Regions from separate parts of the Pan troglodytes genome. Here region 1 is linked to region 2. The links are chromatin contacts, called in public HiChIP or PLAC-seq maps. All regions are on one chromosome and are shown on one strand. Each heading gives the region's core, a stretch centred on a gene start, on an enhancer-like site or on the middle of the called end of the contact. The rest is flanking DNA. Distances are from core to core; before and after follow the strand shown.

Region 1 (3,201 bases), core at 473-2,972, 120 kb before region 2:
CACTGTGCCCCACTGGGTGCCCCAAGTGGCTTGACTTTGCAGATTCTTGCGCCCCCTCACTGCAGTGGGTTTTCCTTGTCCTTTGGAACAGCTTTTTCCCCCTTCACAAGTCTGAGAGAATCCAGATGTCAGAAATCATTTCTGTTTTTTCTTCTCAATATCAGCATCCAACTGGCTGACCAGCAATGGGTCTCCAAGGAACAGACGCTGGAGTTGGGTGAAGACAATCTTCATGTCCTAAGGGGTTAGCTTCGTAAATGAAGGGTAGGACCAGCTTCCTCTCAGCCCCAGGGCATCCATCTGCTCCCTTAAGAGGCTCCACCTCCATCACTGAGGCTGTCCTCTGGGAGGAAAGGAACAACGTGCTAATGTTCACTAAACATGCCTTGAGGTGGGTCACCCCAGGACAATTATGAAACCCAGGCACAGAAAAAGACTGGAGGGTGGCTGAGGACACATGACCTTGTACAATTTCCAAAGCAGAACCTCAAACCAAAGACATTCCGATAAGGTGTCTGTGCCTGGGGAAGATAAAAGAAGAGACACAAAGTTTTTTTTACAGCAGTGTGTCAGGTGATTCTTCTCTGCTCACATAAAATGTTTACAAACAGAAAACAGATGTCTAAAAAAAGTGCCATCCAATGCTCTGTGAAAAAATGATGAAAACACTGTGTGTGAAATGTACAATAAAGGACACATAGGCTGGGGGGACAGGATGGTGGATGTGAGACCGTGCTTGCTACACATTTGGAAACGCAGTGGAAAACCAGTCCCCCTCTGGAGTGTTTAAAATAATTAACTAGCAATCAATTAGACTGAAGTAGCACTAGGACCATCGGTTCCTAAGGAAAAAAATCTAACAGAAATACATGTCTTGTAAATTACTACCTTAGGAAGAAACGATATTCAGCCTGAACCAACCACAAACCTCCAGTTAACCTCTCATTAAATAACCAGGAAATTTCCACCTGGACAGTCCACATAGGGCGACTCCACAACTGTAACTGTAACCGAGTTCTGAATTTGGTTCGCTTCCTTATGCCCCTTACAAAAGCCTTTGCTCCAAGCACCCACAAACCATGACTGGGCGCTCTGCATTGATGAACAGCTCTTTGCTCAAATAATCTCTTTAACGTTTAAACCTTGACTCCCTTCTCACTTTCACCAGGAGAAAGGAGGGCCTGGGACCCCACAGCCCACAGCTCCTCCCACGCAGTGGCTCCTCCTGGGTCGGGGCTCTCCCCCAGGCCCCTGCCGTCGCCACCGCACAGCTGCCAGCGAGGGGACGGGCCGGGCGGAAGTCGAGCACAGAAGCGGACCGGACGCCGGGTGAGGCTGGCGGCCCAGCCCACATCCTGAGGCCAGGGGAAGCTGAGGGCCGGGCGGGTCCAGCGGGGTCTCGGGTCTGCAGACTCCGGAGGGAGCCGTGGGGAGGCCTGGGGCCGCCACAGCCAGTTCCAGCCCGTTTCCATCAGCCCCCTGCCCACCTCGGGACCCCGCCCACATACTCACCATTTCCCAGCTTCCCGGGTGTCCAGGCTTCTTAGCTATGGATCTCCTGATACCTGCAGGTCAGAGGGCAAGAGGCTGTGGCGGCCACCTGAGCTTCCCCGAGCAGAGCACGCCGAGCACAGAAGACGACCCAGCTGAGGCTGGCAAGAGAGACGAAGGCCCCGCCAGATCCCGGAAGCCGCGCCCTTCTGTCCGGCTGCACGCCTGATTGGACGGTTCCTACGTCAGCGCCCCTGATTGGATAGGGCTCCAGGCCCCGCCCCCTCAGTCCCTGAGTGACGGAGGATGTGATCGGACGCTGGGCTGAGGGCGACAAAGTGACAGGTTCTTGGCTGCAGCCTTTTCATGCAGGGCTTCCTGCTTGCGCTGGGCCTGGCCCAGCCCAGGGGGCATTTTCATTTAACCTTTTGTATAAGGTTATATCCATTTATAAATAATATATATATGTTATTCACAAATGAAAATAATATAATGGCAATGATTTTAACATTTCAGATTTTATGACCTTTCTGGCCTCTGGTAGTTTGATCAGGCAGCCTGAAATTTCAAAAAGGAGGCAATCCTTTAAGAAATAAAATGTAAGCCACGTGTGAATTTTAAATTTCCTAGTAGCCACCTTTTAAACATTAAAAGTAACAGGTGAAACTGATTGTAATAATTTATTTAACCCAATATATTCAAAATATTATCATTTCAATGTATGATCAATATCTCAATATTCATCAATATATTAATGAACTATATAATTTTCGGTAGTCAATCTGTGAAATTCACTCTGTATTTCACCTTCCCAGCACGTCTCGGTTCAGCCACATTCCAGGCCCTCAGTACGCACACATGGCCAGTGGCTGTCACACTGACGTGCAGCTCTGAGGGAGGTGAAGGGTCTGAACCCTCATTTCCTTCCAGCAGTGAAAGATCGGTGCCTCCTTATCAACATCTCTCCCCAGGCCAAAGGCTGAAGGGACAGGGCCCTAGAGAGAGCAAGGGCTGCAAAAAGAGAGTGTCCACAGGTAGACCATTGCTGCCCCGCCTGCTGTCCATCTTCCTCCCAAAAATCAGACAGTCAAAAAAAGAACAATGGAGCCCCCAGGAGGACCTAATCCCCAGTCTTCAGGTCTTCCACAGCTTTGACTTCCAAAGTTTAGATATACAGAAAATAGATTAAACAAACTTCTGATATTGGTATTTGGCCTTGGCGCTAATAAACAGGCTATTGGTTGTCTTTTTCCTCCTATGGTGTGCGAGACTGGGTGAGTTTATGCACCAATCACGTGTACACATCTACATGTATCTCTACATAACTCACCACCGTCTAACAAGAGATCCAAATTTAAATAAAGGGAAAAGAAAATCAATACCTATAGGGTGCCTACTGTTTGCAGGTAACTAGTAATCAGTCTCTCATTGAATTCTGACATCCTGTCTGTAATGGGTGTGTGTGTTAGTTAGTTAGTGATGCATAACAAACCGCCAAAACTTACTAGCTCATGATTCTGCTGGTCAGCAATTTAAGCTAAACTCAGCTGGGCAATTCTTTTGGTCTCAGCTGGGATCCTTCAGACATGTGTGGACAGATGCTGATTGCAGCTGTTTCTAGGGGTGAGTTGCCTGTCAACTGGGGCACCTTCGTTCTTCTCCGTGTGGTATCTCGTTCCCCAGCAAGTTAATGTGTGCTTATTATCATAG
Region 2 (2,909 bases), core at 42-2,541:
CACCGCATCTAGAAGTATCAGTGGTTTCCTATGAGCCTTCTGCCAATTCTGCCCTGACCTTCAACCTCGCCTCCACCCTATTCTCTATCCTTGCCCTCTTCAAACCACATTGAAGGCAACTGCACACCCGCCAAAGCCCTTCCTCGGCCAGGACAGAAAAGTGGGTCCGTCACTGCACAGCTCAGCCCTCAAAGAACCCCTGGACACTGCAGCTGCCACACCCCCAAGGTGGGACTCAGGGGTCCCTACACCTCCCCGCTGGTGTGCAGACAACTAGCCGACACTTTTGCCACAACTAGGGTGGCAAAAGAGACCAGCAACCAGTATACCTGGCTGGTGTTCATGATTCCCACTTTAGAACGCTGGGCCCGTGAAAGGGCACATGGGGACACTCACAGTCCCCTTCTCTGCCATCAGGTCTCTGTGATCCTTAGGACCGGCAGTGCCTGCCACTCCCCCATCTGCACGAGGTTGTCCAGCGTGGCCGCGTCTTAACCTCCAACAGCTCACAAGGTGGGAAGGGGGACTCGGGCCTCACTCCCATTTCACAGAAAGACAAGTGATGCCAGAAAAGCTACGAAACAACTGAGTGGTTCCAGAAACACCCACTGCTCTGAATCTCTTTGCTTTCCAAAGTAACAACATACACAGAAACCCATATGGGGGCCGTGGAGGCGTCGGGCTGGACGCATTACAGCGCTCCCCACCACCGGATCGCTTCCAGGGCGGCTCCGGCATCTGGAGCCCGGGGTGGGCCCCGCCCGCCCTGCTCGGCGGCCCCCTGCGGCGCCCATCACACACCTGCAGCGCCCAGGACTACTCAGGTCCGCCCCCCCGGAGCACCGGCGCCCACCCGGGCTGCCACTCGGATCGTCTCCAACCAGACGGCCGCGTCCGTCTTTGTCACGGCGGCACCTGGCGCGTGGGAGGCTCGGAGGAGATGCCTGATGAATGAACTAACGTGAGTGAGGCGGAGGAGGGCCCCGCAGGGGCGGAGCGAGCTCCCAGCCTTTCGCGGAGGAGGGACCGAGCTGGATCGGCAGAAAGGGAAGGAGAAGGTCGCTGTGGGCCAGGGAAGGGGGAGCCCGCCCTCCGCGCCCTCGGTCTCCCTCACACGCGCGTCTCCCGTCTCGCCGGCTCCGGGCTCCTCACCTCACAGCCTGGAGCTCCCTCCCGGCGTCCGGCCGAAAACCCTCCTGTGGCGGCGGAAGTCCAGGGCAGCCGTCCTCATCCTCCCAGCCCGCCCGGCCGGGCGTACTCGCTGAGGCGGGGTCTCCGCAGGCGCCCGGCTCCTTTCCCGGCCCGTCCAGACCGCGTCTCCCGATCATCCGGAAAGCCACGGCTCGGCTCGGGGGCAAATGGAGGCGCCTGAAAAACAATGGTGTTGCTTTCTCCCCCGCCCGCACCTTCCTGAGCGCTGGGCTCTGGGCCGGGAGGCGGCGCCGCGGAGGCCGGGCGCGGGCCGAGGAGGGCGGGGCGGGGCCGGCCGCGGGAGCCGGGGTGCACTCACCGCCGCGGCGCGTCCCTGTTGGCGGGCGGCGCAGGCCTGGCCGCCGCGGGAGCCCGCCGGACGCCGAGGAAAGGAAAGGCCGGAGCCCTCCGGCTCCCTCCCCTGGGACACTTCCTGCTCCGCTCTAGGACTGGGGAGGTCTCCGCATCTCAGTGGTTCGCTCCCCCGCCCCCCGGCCGAGGTGTGCGCTGGGGGTGACATCCGACACCCCCGGCCCGCCCCGCTCCGCGCGCGCCTGGGCCTGGCCGCCGGGCCGGGGGCTTTGTGGGTCAGCCACGTCGCCGCGCCCGGGCCTCCCCGCGGGCCCGCCGGTCCGGAAGGTGGGCCCGGGGCTCTTTTCTCCGCTGTTCTCCTTCTCTGGCGCCCCCAGGACACGCGGCCAGTGGACGCCCGGAACGGCCGACCGGGAGTCGCGGCTGGGGATGGAGCGGAGAGAGGAGGCCCCGCGCGCCGTCGGCCGCCTCATTTCAGACTCCCCTGCGACCCCCCCCACGCCGCCAGCCGAAGGCCGGGCCGCCCAGCCCCTCCTGCCGCTGCGGGACGCCGAAGGTAGCGCTCACATCCGCGCCTTCCGGGCCTGGCGCCCACGTGCGCAGTCCCCGGGTTAGGAAAGGCCGCGCATCCGGAGGCCACGCAGAGCCTCGGGGCTTGCGCAGAGGGGCTGCGGTGAGTCCTGACCCTGAGTGGGGGTCACGGGGCTCGTTGCTCGCTGAAGTGAACACGGTTGCCGCTGTGCACAGTGGCGGAGGGAGAGGATGAGGGACTCTGACCCAAGGTTATGTGGCAGTGAGGGGCAAGCAGAAATGAGGGCCTCCGGACCCCACCCCGAGACAGGGCTGCTGGCCGCTGCACTATGCTGAATATAGCCCAAATTCTTACATGGGTCGTCCCCGGGGAATGCTCATTTTTCAGGCTCCAGAGCTTGAGAGAAAGTGCGAACCCGGTCCCTGAGCAGGTCTGATTCCCATGGCCCCTTCTCCATCTGCTCTGCACCGAAATTGGATTCTCCTACTTAGAGGAGAAGGTGGAGAAGATTCTCCGTCTTCCGGAGGGTAGCTACTGCCGGTAGCTCCGATTTCCTTCGGATCCCCTTTCAAGGGCAAGCAGAAGGAAATCAGTTTCTCCAAAGAAAGTGGCCCGGCTGAGTAAGTGGGAACAAGGTGGTTGGACTGAGGCACGGGATCCTTTAGCTCCGTTGCTCTTCTAATCCCGTGGCCCTGGGCACCGCCACTTCCTCCTCTGAACTGCTGAAATAATCACTTCTGACTAGCAGAGTTACTGGGAGCCGCTGTTTGTCGGTGTTCACATTCTGACTTTAGCAGGAGATGGAGCGAGCGAAGGAGTGAAGCCCTTGTTTGTGAACAGTGATTGTTTCCCGGATGACAGCCAGATGCCGGGC

Evidence for each region. HiChIP or PLAC-seq counts read pairs in DNA pulled down with a chosen protein or histone mark.
Region 1: an H3K4me3 HiChIP or PLAC-seq map of stem cell-derived excitatory neurons shows a contact between it and region 2, with 4 times the contacts expected there. The contact joins the promoter of LOC101056983 here to the promoter of ZNF496 in region 2. A contact is called at or near these places in 1 of 7 Hi-C or Micro-C datasets (stem cell-derived neural progenitor cells) and 1 of 1 datasets of contacts at active chromatin or transcription factors (stem cell-derived excitatory neurons).

The regions. Positions count from the first base shown.
Region 1 is chr1:1,903,512-1,906,712 of NHGRI_mPanTro3-v2.0_pri, reverse strand. LOC101056983 (zinc finger protein 682) reads right to left here and starts at 1,722. Exons shown (of 6, transcript XM_016942170.4): 1 at 1,513-1,722.
Region 2 is chr1:1,782,057-1,784,965 of NHGRI_mPanTro3-v2.0_pri, reverse strand. It overlaps ZNF496 (zinc finger protein 496), which reads right to left and starts at 1,291. Exons shown (of 10, transcript XM_016942245.4): 1 at 1,153-1,291.